3 separate regions of the Sus scrofa genome follow, and all the other regions are linked to region 3. Evidence: chromatin contacts called from public HiChIP or PLAC-seq data. All regions are on one chromosome and are shown on one strand. Each heading gives the region's core, a stretch centred on a gene start, on an enhancer-like site or on the middle of the called end of the contact. The rest is flanking DNA. Distances are from core to core; before and after follow the strand shown.

Region 1 (4,359 bases), core at 608-3,107, 280 kb before region 3:
GTTCTCACACACTCTCCATTGGCCTCTTCATCTTCTCCTTTGAGTAAGTAGATTCTTACTCAAAGGAATATTATGGTCCAAGCCAAGCAGGAAATTCTGCACAGACCAGGCCCTGAGTAAATGCATATGAGGAGGGGCCATCAGAGCTGCTTTCAGGGAGGAAGAGAAGTTGCTTCTACTACTTTGTTTCACTTCTATCTTCTTGCCTAACAACTCACAATGCTTGGCTCTTTTGACTGGGAGGAGGCATGATGAGGCTTATTATATCTTTTTTGTTGGCTGCCTGGCTGGTTCTATTGTCTCCTGGTCTTTTGCAGCCTGTTTGACTCTTCCAGTTCCCTGCATACACACAGCAGGCCTGCAGGGGTCCTCAGATCTCCCTCTGAACCTGGGCCCCAGGCTTGTCCTCCTTTGCTAACATTATCTTTTATTTAAACAGAAACAGTAGCCACCAATCTTGTTACATAACATACCCACATCCTAGGATGCTAAACTAAAGCAACATCCACTGATGGGAAGAGGTGATCTGGCAACACCAATATTCACTAGGAGAATATAGCCTGAAATGTTGTAACAAGTTTGACTTCCTGGCCCTGCTTAGATTTTAGAGGGGGAAGGGACTTTAGAGATGATCCTATTTCAATCTTTGTTTTAAACAGTGGAAACTAAGGCCTAGAGAGATAAAGAAATATGCCCACATGGCAGATCAGGGCAGAAATCAAGCTCTGGATCACCTAAAGAATCTACCACCTCTAAAGATTAATTATTAAACCTTTCTTGGTCATGAATTTTTCTTATCTGAAAAGCATTTTTTTTTCTGTTTTAGATTTTCCAAGTTTGTTGCTTGTGAACAGTGACCTGTTCCTGCTTACAGAGAACTGCAGATTTGATGGGGTTTTTTTTGTTTGTTTGTTTTTTACTAACATTAGGACTGGATTCATATCAAACCATGCAATATGTATTAACTGAATACAATCTGAACACAAAGTATATTAACTGAATCACATCTATTTTAAAGACAGCTGGGTGGAGTTCCGGTACCTGGGTACCTGGTTTGAGGCATCTGGGGACCTACCCCAGTGCCATTCTCCCTTTATGAGCAAACCAGTGTGTAGAAGGAGATTGAAGTCAGCAGCACCTCCGGAAACATCTCACATTCTGACAGCAACTCAATAAAACATGGGGCTTCCTACTGCTTTCTGAGGGACTGCAGAACCACAGTGGGCAGCTGAAAAGGCTGGGCTGCTCTCTGCCCCTGATCCCTGACAGCATTCTTTCCGAAATTGACCTGTTTTCTTGCTGGGAGACTGTCCCACCCCACCCACCTGGTGCCTCCCTAGATTTCCTGACTGCCCTGGGCTGTTTTTTAACCTTCTCTTCCTTGAAAAGCACCACTCCACTGACCCAGAACGTGGGTGCCTCCCCTGTGGTCACTGACCATCCTATTCTCCTGGGCGAATCATTTCTCTCCAAAAGCATCGGGAAATCGCCAGCAATTGGGGGCTAGTTGCCTTATAAGTCCCCCGAATGTGTCTTTCCCACTTTTAATTAGCTACATTTAAGCAGAGCAGAGAGAAAAGGGGGAAATGCCTCGCTTTTGAGTAGGGCCTGGCTAGGGTCCTGTCGGGCTGTCACCATCTTTATTAAACTCAACTCCTGCGGGTCCCGAGAGCCTTTTCAGGTAACTTAGACTCTGAGTTAGGGATGGCTAAGGCGTGAGCCGGGAGTTACTCTCTTGGCCGCCCCAAGTAGGAGAAGCACTGTAAAGCCTCTCCTCTCCCTTCCCCGGGTTCTGAAAATCCCAGCCTTGACCTGGGGACAAACTCCAAACTCAAATAAACGGTCTCCTCCTGGGCGCCGAGAGAGCCTACCCAACCACATCACCCTTTCTCCCTGTTGCGCCGGCCAGCTGCCCTGCTTGGACAGGCTCCACTGGCTGAGCCTCAGCGGGCCAGACTGGGCACCCGCCGCACTCCCCGCACCCAAGCCCGGCCGGGCCCGAGGGGTGGGGGTGTGGGGGGTGGGAGGTAGGGGAAGCAGGGGGCGGAGTTCCGTCCTTCGCTGATTGGCTCAGGGCGGATGGGCTGCGGCCGGGCCGAGCCAACCCGCGACGTGTTGCTATGTGCTGAGCCGAGGGGATAGGCGCGGGGGTGCGTCCGTCACCGGGCAGCCCCCGGCCCCAACCCGGAGGGATGCGGAGTGGCGGCGGCGGCAGTGGCGGAGACTGTGGCTTTAAGAGCGCGCCCAGAGCCCGGGATCCGGCCGGGCGGTCCTTCGCTGCTGCGCACCCCCGCGGAGCCGAGCTCAGCGCTGGCCGGACGGGGCTGCCTGCTGCCGGGTAAGCAGATGCGAGCGCTGCGCGGGCCGGGCGTGCGTGGGCGTGGGACGCGCTGTCAGTTCGGGCGCCCGGCCCCGGGCACTGGGCTCAGGTCCCGTGGCTCCTGCGGCCCGGCTTCTCCAGAGCGCGCGGCGCCCTCTGCCCCTCGCAGCCGAGGCGGGGTCTGGCTGGGGGGGGGGTCTCCCCGGGGGGCCGCGGGCTCAGGGGGCGGGGAGCAGGCCGCCGGGGCCACGTGACCGGTTTGTTTACAAACACTGCGGAGCTCAGGCGGCGGCCCGCGGCGGGAGCCCAGGTGGCCCGGGTTCCCCGGTCGGGGCTGAGGACCTGTGTGGCGAGCCAGGCTAGTCTGGGGCGCGCGGCTAGGCGGCGAGGGTAGGGTGGAGGGAACCTGGAGACTCAGTTGCTGCTGCTTCCTTAGCGTAGTTCCCGTAGTTCAAACTCCGTGGGGGGCAGGGTAGGGACTACGGGCGTTTTCTGTCTCCGAGGACGCTAAGTCTCCGCAGGAGACACTGGATCTGGGGGCGCCGCCCTCAGTGCCCCCGCCTTCGGGGGACTGGCCGCCCTCGAAACTCCCAGGAGCGCTTGGCCAGCTCCGGGCCGAGGTAACCGCAGCCGAGTTCCTGCCTGGCCGCTTCCCGGCGCCTCCCCAGTGCCCTTGCCAAGGGGGTGGGCGCGAGTGCTCTCCTGCCCGCCGGAATGTAGGGGCCTCTCCAGCGAGTACCTCCCAGGAACTGGTGCTGAGGGGCAGCCCCAACCTCTCACTGCTTCAAGTTCATCCTCCTTGGCCACTGACCTCTCTGGGTGCCTTTATCCAAGTGGTGGTTTTTCTCTCTTTGACGGGTGGGGGGGAACCACCTGTTCTTTTGGACCCAGCCCAGGAGACTGCCACTTTTGACTTCACTCTCAGCTTACAAGAGCTTACAAAGCCAAGAGAGTGAGTGTCCTCTGTTCTGCATGTAGCTGACCCTCCCACAGCTCTGAGGCCGTGAATGGTACAGGAAACTGCTCCTGGGCTTTGCTGGGATTTCTGCTTTTTCGCCTCCTTGTCAGTTTGTCCAAGGGGCTTGAGGCTCTTTTCAGTAAGTCCAAAAATCTGACACAACAGCTAGCTACTCATCTTTTTTTTTTTTTTTTTTTTTCTCCTGCTCTTCCTCCCATGTTCCTCTCTTCGGGTCCAGCAAGATGTGCAATTCCCTGCATGGAACGAAAAGGGAAACTGTTTTATTCTCTGTGCTCCACTTGCTCACGTAGCATAAGCCTTGGAGGAACCTAGGGGATTGAATTGAGAATTTAAGTGATTTGCCCAAGGCAACTTTTGTCTCTGGCTCTAGGGTGGGACTTCACCTGCTTGATGCTCTCCCGTGCTTTCCTGATTCAGGGCCTTGTGAGCAAGTGAGCCTGGATTCACCCTTCCATCCCTGACTTTCCTTTGACCTAGTCACGGCCGTGGACTGCAAAGTTGGGCTGAACCTAAGTTCTTTCTGACCCTAATCTACGCTAATGAGTGGCTCAAAATTCTTCACCAAGGAACTGATGCAGCCTGAGAAAGGTCGTGCAAACTTCCCTTTAGTACCTTTCCTTATCATCGGCTCCATGATAAGGGTCTCAGGCTGGAGCAGGGTGGTGGCCTTGGGCTCATCCCCCTCCTCAGTTTGGCTTTGCCTTATCAGTTTAGGATTTGATAACAGCCTCTCCATCTTGCTATTTTTGTGCTTGAACTAAAATCCAGAAGCTTGGAGTTAGGGGTAGAAAATGGAAAATAAACACCATGCACAAAAATATTGCTTTCCTTTTTCCCTCTAGGAGAGTGGTTTTCAAACTCTGAGTGGGGTTCACAGTGAGGAATACATTTGACATCACTGCACAGAGGTCCGCAACTGCATAAGTGTCGGGAAATAACTGCCCTTACTACCTGCAGTGTGTTCTATTTATAATTTTTTCCTACTTAGTTAAAAAAAAAATCAGCTGCTGGTCATGACTCATGAATTTGGTTTTTTTGACCAAACAGGTCACTGCCCAAA
Region 2 (4,942 bases), core at 108-2,607, 420 kb before region 3:
GCACAATGATACCTGAGCAGTAATGCCAGGGAATGGCAGTGGTAGGAGGAAAGGACTGCGATGGAGATGGCTTCTTTACTTAATCTTGTTATTTTCCTTTAACAAAAAAAGGACAGGAATTCAATAATGGATGAGCCCTCCAAATTCCACATTTTAAAGGAAGTCAGCCCAATCCAAACACATGTAATACAGGAGGGGAAAAGACTGAAGACAGAACAAGGGAACTAAAAAGAAAAAAAGCGCGGGCGACCAAGTGGGTAATTTAGGGATGGAAGGGAGAGAATAAAGAGAACAAGTAAGGCAAGGATCCAAAGGAGAAACTAGGACGGCCTGCAATTTGGCGCGCTCCTGCAGGCCAAGCAGCAGCAGGAGTCCTTTCCAGTTACTCGCCCCCGCCCCCTACTTTCACAATGAATGAAACTAGGCAACTCCAGAGCAGGGGTGCCGTCCACGTCCCAGTCCCGCCCGCGCTCCAGGAAAGGAGCTCCTGGTTCAGATTCCCTTCTCTCCCTCACCGAAGGGCCAAAGAGAAACGAGGAGCTTCCTTGGCCGATAGGAAGTTATGCACACAAGTCTAGAATCCTATCTCAGACTTTTTCAGCTTGCCGAGAATGTGACGGTTCAGTCCTAAAGGGATTTCTCTCCGCCCCTCTCGGTTTACTCCCACCCCACCCTCCATGCCCGTTTCTCGGAGTGCAAACGACCTCGCCCCTTCTTAGGGTGTAAAGGAACCATTCCAATCACGCCTTTTTGGTGGAAATACACAGAAGGCTGTCTGCACCAGCCACAGCTCCTTAAGAGGCGGAAAGATGAGGTCAAGGAACAAGGAATTCCAAAGGCCCCGCACCCTCAGCATCTCCCGCCATTTCCCTCACGAGTTTCCCGGATGTAACGCCTTTCCCCGTGGCGGTTAAAAGAAACCAGGCGGTGGCGACTCCCTTCGGTGCAGGAGGAGGGAGCTAGTCTAGTCCAGCCTCCACCACCCAGGATTTCCGGCGACTCCTAATTGCGTTCCACCTTGGAGGCCATCCGGGAAAAATGAACTACCCAGCAGATCTCCTTCACTTTACACTCACCATCAGTTCAAGCTTATCGACCTCCGCCTCCATGTTGAATAGTTGACATTCCTCAGACCACGGCGGCGGCGCTTAAGCCGTAAACCGTACTAGCACTGAGGGTCCCTATTGGACAGCTGTCACTCAACACCTCGCACTCATTGGTTCCTCCGCTTCACCAGTGCCCGCCCATTGGCGATTGGGAGACGCCCCTACGCATGAAACACATTTTCTTGTTGGGCGAGGACACAAAACGCCGCAGGAGGATTGGCTGCTATACATTTTTTTTCTTCCATTGGCTGCATCCTCATCTCTACTTTCAATTTCACAGTTAGAGTTCCTCAGAGAAGAGCTTCCGATTGGTGCAATTGGAAGAAGAGCCAACCAATTACACAAAAGCTTCCACAAGCGACAACGGGGACGTGACACACCTTTCCTCGGCTGCTTCCCCTCCACTTCGCTCCCGCCTTCCCCCTATTCATACTAGAAGCGCCTCAGCTCTGATTGGCCAGAACGTGGTGCAACCTCAGCCAGTCAGAAGCTAGGCTGCGCTCCTGCACTACGCAGAGAGCAAATGGTGAAGAGACAAAGGCTATGATTGGTCCCTCCACGATAAGGTCTTAATTTTGAATTTTTCTTTATGGCGAGGGAGCGGCTACTCCCGGGACGTCATCGAACCCCTGGCCTCTTAGACTAGTAAGTGCAGGGAGATCTTCTTTTGTTACCTGGGCTCGCATCTGCCATAGCTGGGCCTGTTGCTGCTTGTGTTCTTACGGTTTACTAAGGTGGGGACTTTGGCTGGACTCGGAGGGGAGATGGAGGTGTTCTGAGTTTGGGTAAGAAGTACTCCGCCTGGGTCCACTCTAATCGTACTTCTTTTTAATTAACGCTCTGCAAAAATATATTTTGGAGTAAAGCATCTGCCTTCCTTTTGCCCATTCCTTTACTTGCGGTTCAAAACGTGGTTTGCAAACCCAAAAGTACCTGCATGACTTGGGCGCTTGTTAGAAATGTAGATTATCTGGCTCCACCCAGACCTACTGAATCAGAATATGAATTTTTAATAACCCCTGTGATTATTTTGCACTTTAAGTTTGAGAAAGTACATTTCTTGACAGGGATGAAGAGCCAACCAACTACTGTGTTCCTTGATATAGTCTTAATATCTTTCGAGTTTCTATGAGAGTGGCAATTTTAAAATTATGCCCTGTTTGCTTTGTGCCTAGTACTGCGCTGGACTAAGCTTTAGGGAGCTGCAATCTCTTTAGAGAAACAAGACGGGAACTAAAAAAGCAATGCTGCACAACATAAAGTGTAAAATTAAATATAAGCAAATATCAGAAATAGCCCTATGGGGAGTTCCCATTATAGTGCAGCGGAAACGAATCCGACTTAGGAACCATGAGGTTAGAGGTTCGATCCCTGGCCTCAGTTAGTGGGTTAGGGATCCGGCATTGCCCTGAGCTGTGATGTAGGTCGCAGGCGCAGATCGAATCCTTCGTGGTTGTGGCTGTGGTGTAGGCCGGTAGCTGGAGCTCGGATTCGACCCCTAGCCTGGGAACCTCCATATGCCACAGGTGCAGCCCTAAAAAGCAACAACAACAAAAAAGACTTGGAGTTCCCGTGGTGGCGCAGTGGTTAACGAATCCGACTAGGAACGATGAGGTTGCGGGTTCGATCCCTGCCATTGCTCAGTGGGTTAACGATCCGGCGTTGCCGTGAGCTGTGGTGTAGGTTGCAGACGCGGCTCGGATCCCGCGTTGCTGTGGCTCTGGCGTAGGCCGGTGGCTACAGCTCCAATTCGACCCCTAGCCTGGGAACCTCCATATGCCGCGGGAGCGGCCCAAGAAATAGCAAAAAGACCAAAAAAAAAAAAAAAAGACTATCTCCAGGGAGTTCCCGTCGTGACTCTGCAGCTAACAGACCCCCATTAGTATCCATAAGGAGGTGGATTGGATCCCTGGCCTTGCTCAGCAGGTTAAGGATCCAGCGCTGCCTTAAACTGTTGTGTAGTCGCTGTGGCTGTGGCCTGTGGCATAGACCAGTAGCTGTAGCTCCAATTGGACCCCTTGCCTGGGGAACTTCCTTATGCTGCGGGTGTGGCCCTAAAAAAACAACAAAACAAAAGACTGACTCCAGGAGTTCCTGCTCTGGCACAGAGGCAGGGACCCAGGCTCCATCCTCAGCCTGGCACAGTGAGTTAAAGATCTGGTGTTGCTGCAGCTGTTACATAGATTGCAACTTATGCTGAGATTCAATCCCTAGCCCCATATGCCTGCAGATCAGCCAAAAACGAAAAAAAAAAAGGAGAGACTGAATCCAGTGAAGGTAGAAAATGAACTGGCAAGGAGTTGGACTGAAGGCAGGAAGATAATTGGAGGAACACTTAGACCAACCCAAACTGAGAAACAACTACCCGGATTTCTTCCAAAATATAAATAATATGAAAAAAGGCCAATACTTGTATAAAAAGGCTGGGGAACAGTTATAAAGACCAAAGAGACATTACAGTTAAATGCAAGGTGTAGAGGGAAAGGGAGCAGCTCTAAAGGATATTGTTGAGACTATTGATGTAATTTGAATATGAAACTATATTCAAAGGTAAAATTTCCTGATTGTGGTTTTGTGGAATAATGTCCATGTTCATGTTCGGACTATGAATTTAAAATATCGAGGGGGAGTTCCTGTTGTGGCTCAGCATGATAAGAAGCTGACTAGTATCCATGAGGATTCGGGTTTGATCCCTGGCCTTGCTCACACTGCCATGAACTGTGATATGGGTCACAGACGTGGCTCAGATCTGGTGTGGCCAGCAGCTATAGCTCCACTCGACCCCTAGACTGAGAACTTCCATGTGCCTTAGATACAACAATAAAAAGCAAAAGATAAAATATTCAGGAGTGAAGTATGATGTCTGCAACAATGCTCAGCCAAAAACTAAAAACTTTTATTCATGTATATGTATTTTATATATTTATGTACATTATGCACGGCCCTAAAAAGCAAATAATATAATAATAATAATTTTCAGGAGTTCCCATGGTGACTCAGCAGGTTAAGAACCCAACTAACATCCATGAGGATATGTGTTCGATCCCTGGCCTCACTCAGTGGGTTAAGGATCCAGCGTTGCCACAAGCTACAGCACAGATCACAGATGTAGCTCTGATCTGGCATTGCTGTGGCTGTGGCATGAGCTGGCAGCTGAAGCTCTGATTTGACCCCTAGCCTGGGAGCTTCCATGTACTGCAGGTATAGACCTAAAAAGCAAAAATTAAAAATAAAAAAATAGATTTTTTTTCTTTTCTTTTTCTTTTTTTTTTTTTTGGCTTCAGCTTGCATCACCTTGATGTGGGATCTCAGTTCCCAGACCAGAGTTCAACTGAATCCAGGCTGCAGTGGTGAAAGCACCAGATCCTGACCACTAGACCACCAGAGAACTTCTGTAACTCTTTAGAAAGTTGAATTTGAATGCATGGGCACTGGAACAGCCACTAGGAAAGAGCTAGAAAGGGATGGCCCAGTGTCAGAATGGTGGTACTCTTATTTTTCTAGCGAATGGTACATGCCAAAGGCAGACTCTCAAATACTACTACAAGACTTATTACACTTAAAAGAAACAAACAAAAAATTGTAGTTCTCTGAATCATCTCTCCATACTCCAACTCCCACTTGCAAAGGTAACATTATCCACTTTTGTAACTGCTTCTGGTATTTACCTCCATGTTTCTAAGTAAAATTTATAATACTATTTCTGTATTTCCCTTCAACCTTAAATACTGTATAAATTTAGACAACTGCTGATTTCCACTTTCTATCTTCCCAGTATACCTGTATCATAATTATTAGTTAAACAATGTTTTATGTTACTGTACACTGAACATACA
Region 3 (4,856 bases), core at 1,296-3,795:
AGGATTGACAACCTTTGTCCTGACTCTATACCATTAGCAAGAACAGTATACTGACATAAAAAACTCTCATTACCTCAGCCAAAATTATTGATCTTTAAAAGTAATAGGTTTGGGTTTTGCTTTTTATTTAATGTTTTTGATTTGGACCACTTTTTCTTTTGAAAACCTTTTGATTTATCGTCTTGAAGGACACAGTATTCGAAATGAGCGGGCGTATTAAATCTATTTTTCTTCTCTCTAAATGATTTCTGAAAACAATGCATTTATTAGATTTCTGTGTGTGATGACACAGCAGTCACTTTAACAGAATCTCAGTGCACTTTTGCTTAGCTATTCCACACTAAATACTCAAGCTAAAATCAATTACTTTGGGGAATTCTAAATTATTTAACATTACGGTCTGTTTGAAAATGCAAGTTATTATTAAAAATTTAATAAAAATTAATAAAAATTTTAGTAACTGGTTCATGACATAGCTCTTGTATTCCAGTTATTAATAAAAATTTTGGTAATTGGTTCACGACATAGCTCTTGTATTCCAGATTCTGAAACTGGAAATATAACTTGATTAAACTATTGCTTTTACTGTAATAAAACACCTTTAGATATTTAATTTAGAATTTGTCTACTTCCAAAAAAGATTCAAAGCAGCTACTACTAAACTGGTATCAGAAAGTAATTTCAAATGTTGCAGAATACAAAACATCTTCAAGTATGTGGCTTAACAAAACACAATGAAATTTTGCCAAGCATAAATAGTCACTCTGACGACATGGTGGCAAAGCTTTTCTTTGCAGAACAGTCTGCTGCCTTACCGGCCAAAGATTCTTCTCTCATCCTCAGTATGTGAGATATACTTTGGGAAAAACATTTAAAGCAATTTAAATGATTAAGCAAATTTCTTTAAGCAAAACTGCTTAACACACAAAATTATTGTATACCTAATAGGGTTTTATATTTAACTGAAAAGGACACTAATTAATGTGTACTTGAATTTTTCAAGATCTTTCTGGAAAAACAATCACATCTCTTACAAGATGAAAAGTACAAAATTCACTTTATTGTATTTGGGCTATTATGCAATATTACAGCTTATACTTTAGCAATAAAGTACTGGGAAGTTTATTAATCGATAATGAATACCTTAGATACCTTAATGCTGTTAGAAGACGCGGTGCTCCCCCTTTGAAGCTCTTGCATCCCCAAACTGCTAATTTACAGTGTTCAGGTGGTCCCAGGGAAATAGACCAGTAATAGTTAATCCCTTTCTCCAAGCGTGTACATTAACCACACCGAGGTTTTTACATACTATCTTTAAGAAATCTTTGAGGCTCATTACTAGACATGACTTTAAAAAACCCTCCTACTACAATTTTAGTCCAATTCTTAAGTGTATTCATGACACTACAATTCTTCAACACGATTTATTACGAAGCTAGACCCATATACACGTCCGCCAAAATGTCCGCAGAAACGTTAAGAAAGGCTATCACAAGGCCAGCTTGAGATACTCATAAATGACTTTCACTGTCCTGTGAACCAACTGTTTAATATCCGAAGAGACTACTAGTTCTAGTTAGAACCCAAGCGTCAGCTTTTGCAAACGGCAGAAGGGCGTGCACAAGTGCAGAGAGGGTTTTTAAACCCCATTTCATACCCTCCTCCCTGGGAAGTAACAAACCACCCACCACATGAAACTAGGCGGGGGAGGAGCGCCGCAGCCGGCTGCCAGGAGCGCTCTGCAGGGAGGCGGTTTCCCTGAGTCACGGAGAGGGCGGGAGGCTGGGCCCATCTGCCCACGCCACGTCTTCTTCGTAAGGGGACTCGGTTTAAATAGGTAAGGCCCACAGGGGAAGGGACCAGCACCGCCGTTCCTCAAGGCGGCCCAACAGCCACCTCATTCCCAGGAGACGCCGCACTTCCCTAAAATTCGCGCTGCATTCTAGCAGTAAGCAGCCGACCTTTCCCGACCAGCATCACGTGCACCCGGAAGTACGTGGGTGGGACCTAAAGCGCCCACGGAAATGACGTTAGTCGCCCCTAGTCGCATGATGTGGCAAAATGCAAAAAAAAAGGGGAGGGTGGAGGGAAAGCAGGCGGCCGGGGAAAGTGATGAGGCTAAAAAAGTAGTCCCTTCGAGTCCTCTATTTACCACCGTGTCGTAGCAGTAAGTGAGGCTTTTAGCGCACTGCGCCCCAAATTCCTGCGCCTCCGCTGTATCGCGGCACTCCGTGGAGGGGTACATAAGGCGGAGGGGGTGAGGCAACTTGGGCGGAGTTCTGTCGCCAGGATCCCTCCGCAGGGCTCAGCCGTTTCCGGAGTCTGCGCTGCGCCCGGTTCCGCCATTGCGGCTCTCCCGGACCCTGGAGCCTCCGCCCCCGACCTGAGCTCTTTCGTCTGCCTGCCAGTTTCCTGCGTCCCCGGAGACTATCCTGCCGAGCCCAGCCTTCCCCCTCCCCCTTCTCCTCCTCTCCCTTGGAGAGCCTGGGCAGCCACTGCCCCGCAGCCCCAGTGACAGGAGGAGACCATACCCCCCGACAGCGCCATGGCCCAGATTCTGCCAATTCGTTTTCAGGAGCATCTTCAGGTGCGGTGGGGCCCTGGCTGGTGAAGGCTATGTAGAGAGGGCGGTAGGAAGGAAGAAGTTGGAGTCTGAGCCCAAGCAAAAAGGGTAGAATGGGGGGGTGGTAATCGGTTCCTGGGGTAGATGGAGAATGGGGGCACTATTTGGAAAGCTTAAAGGGTTAAATGATGTGGGGGCTTGGATGGAAAGGACGCGAGTCTGGGTACATAGGGGAGCGAGGCCAGGCCTGGATTTGAAGGCTTTTTCATCTTCGCTTCCTGGATGACAAGAACTGCGCATACTAACCTTTCCACCCCCCGGTTTTATCCAGTTCATTCATTTGGGTAGGTTGGGGGCGGGGGAAGGGTTCTCCCGCGTTTCTTGTAGAGCAAGAATTCTTATCCCCTAGGCCAGTGCAGGACTGTCACCTCCCATTGCTCTCTCTCTTACCATTTCCCCTTCGTGTCTGCACCCTGGAGTTGTGGCGCGGGTGGGTTGGGGAGGAGCAGCCTTTTTTCTTCCTCCCTCTGCGGCTCTCAACAGGAAAGGCACCTTCCCTGGGGTGGGGTGGGGGGGGGGGACGGCGGTGGCATGTCTCTCGCCTTCCCTGAGGCTGTAGGAACAGAGAAGGTCACTGAAGGAAAAGGAGGATAGAATGGGGGAACATATTTCTCAGGGCGGTGTCAGTCGCAGAGTGTGTGGGATCAAGTTTTCTAGGAGAACTCGGCTTTTCTCCCCTTTTTTGATTTCTCTGGGAATGGTGTGGCTTTTATTCCCTCTTTGCTTCTAGAAGGGAGAAAAAGAGTTGTCCAGAGGTTATCTTGGGGTCTGCTGGTCCAGCGGGTAGTTGGCTTGCCCTGAGTATCTCCCTCAGGATTGCATGGAATTGAATGAGCCCTGGAGATAGAGCACACCTGCCCGGAGATATGCAAGGTTATTTGGTCTGCCGTTGGCTTCCTTTAGTAGCTTCTAGAGTTCTTCCCCATGGTGCATTATCCTGTAGGCAACAGACTGTCTTATCTGGCAACATGCCCGTGGCGGGCCCAGGCAGGTGATCGTTGGAGGGCTTGACTGAATTAAGTCTCTTTTGAGCTTCCAATTTTCCTGGTTCTACTTTGGCTGAAATAATTTATCCATAAAATAGGCTTTCTTTCCAGTTACTTCCTTAAAGAGGCCTGCCTCAGTTCAGTCATTTGAAGGACTAATTTTGTAATGTTATTATTACAAAAGAGGTACCAGTGGAATGATGTGACACTAATACTAGTGACCTTTTGGACACTTTACTATTGAAGGCTATTTTATTTTCTACTTGCCATTGTTATACATAAAGGATTACTGTTAATAAAAAAGTTTAATATTCTGACTACCAACATAATAATTTTTTTACAGGTAACACTTGCATCACCAAGACTTCTTTTCCTTTAAGTCTTGAAATATAATCATCTCCTCAAAAAATGAGTTAAGGAATACACTTTATTCAGCTATCTTTGGTTATCAGATGTAGTAGAACACTATTTTACAAAAGGTTAAAAAACATTATGTGGAAAAATGGATACAGAAGTTGTTAATGCTCAATCCAAATTTTAGTTGCTGTGGTTTCTTCTCTTAAGGCGGGGGTGTAAGTGATTGTCAGGGGTTAGGAAAGTAATGTTTGAGGGGAAAACACAGCCTTGTCCTCAGACTAAAGTGCTTCTGGACTGTAATCTTCCTGCAGACAAGTTTGTAAAATCATACAGGAAAAAAAGCAGTTACGATTGTTTGTATTACAAAGCAGAGGTATAGCCCACCCACTAGTAAACCTTATTTCTTGACTAGTGGTGTTTTGAACAATAGTTTTTCATTTTTGTTAAAGAGGAGACAAGATTGTTGAATAATCCCAAAGATGGAACTCCAACCTTGTCACTAATTGAAGACAGATTTAATACGGGTCTAATTTCTAAGTGGTTCAGTGTTTTTGCAAATACTTAAGTGAAGCCATTTCCTTCTCAAATAATTTGAAGAATGTAAAGTAACCTCGCAAATGTATTTGAAGAATTTAGTCATTCATTTTTTTGAGCAATATATATGCCATGCTTAAGCATGCTAAGGTGACTGTATACTCCAGCTGATAATGATTGATTGCACAGGGCCCTAATCACCAACCTCTTCCAGGATAACGCCTGACTTCTCATTAGTGTCCCTTCCCTTTATAAAAATTAATAAGGATTATTTTAATTGGCATCTTAGGTTTTTGACTTCTGACTGCCTGCCAGTTTGCTAGGAGCAGAATACTTTCTGAAACACTTAGGATAAA

Evidence for each region. HiChIP or PLAC-seq counts read pairs in DNA pulled down with a chosen protein or histone mark.
Region 1: a contact with region 3 is called in an H3K27ac HiChIP or PLAC-seq map of alveolar macrophages. The contact joins the promoter of YPEL2 here to the promoter of CLTC in region 3. A contact is called at or near these places in 1 of 47 Hi-C or Micro-C datasets (embryonic fibroblasts) and 2 of 2 datasets of contacts at active chromatin or transcription factors (alveolar macrophages and skeletal muscle).
Region 2: an H3K27ac HiChIP or PLAC-seq map of alveolar macrophages shows a contact between it and region 3. The contact joins the promoter of SKA2 here to the promoter of CLTC in region 3. A contact is called at or near these places in 2 of 2 datasets of contacts at active chromatin or transcription factors (alveolar macrophages and skeletal muscle).

The regions. Positions count from the first base shown.
Region 1 is chr12:35,571,291-35,575,649 of Sscrofa11.1, forward strand. YPEL2 (protein yippee-like 2) reads left to right here and starts at 1,858. Exons shown (of 5, transcript XM_003131686.6): 1 at 1,858-2,338.
Region 2 is chr12:35,431,937-35,436,878 of Sscrofa11.1, forward strand. SKA2 (spindle and kinetochore-associated protein 2) reads right to left here and starts at 1,358. Exons shown (of 4, transcript XM_003131674.5): 1 at 1,077-1,358. The coding sequence starts at 1,109. It overlaps PRR11 (proline-rich protein 11), which reads left to right and starts at 1,758. Exons shown (of 11, transcript XM_005668999.3): 1 at 1,758-1,891.
Region 3 is chr12:35,846,836-35,851,691 of Sscrofa11.1, forward strand. It overlaps CLTC (clathrin heavy chain), which reads left to right and starts at 2,546. Exons shown (of 32, transcript NM_001146127.1): 1 at 2,546-2,587. The coding sequence starts at 2,546.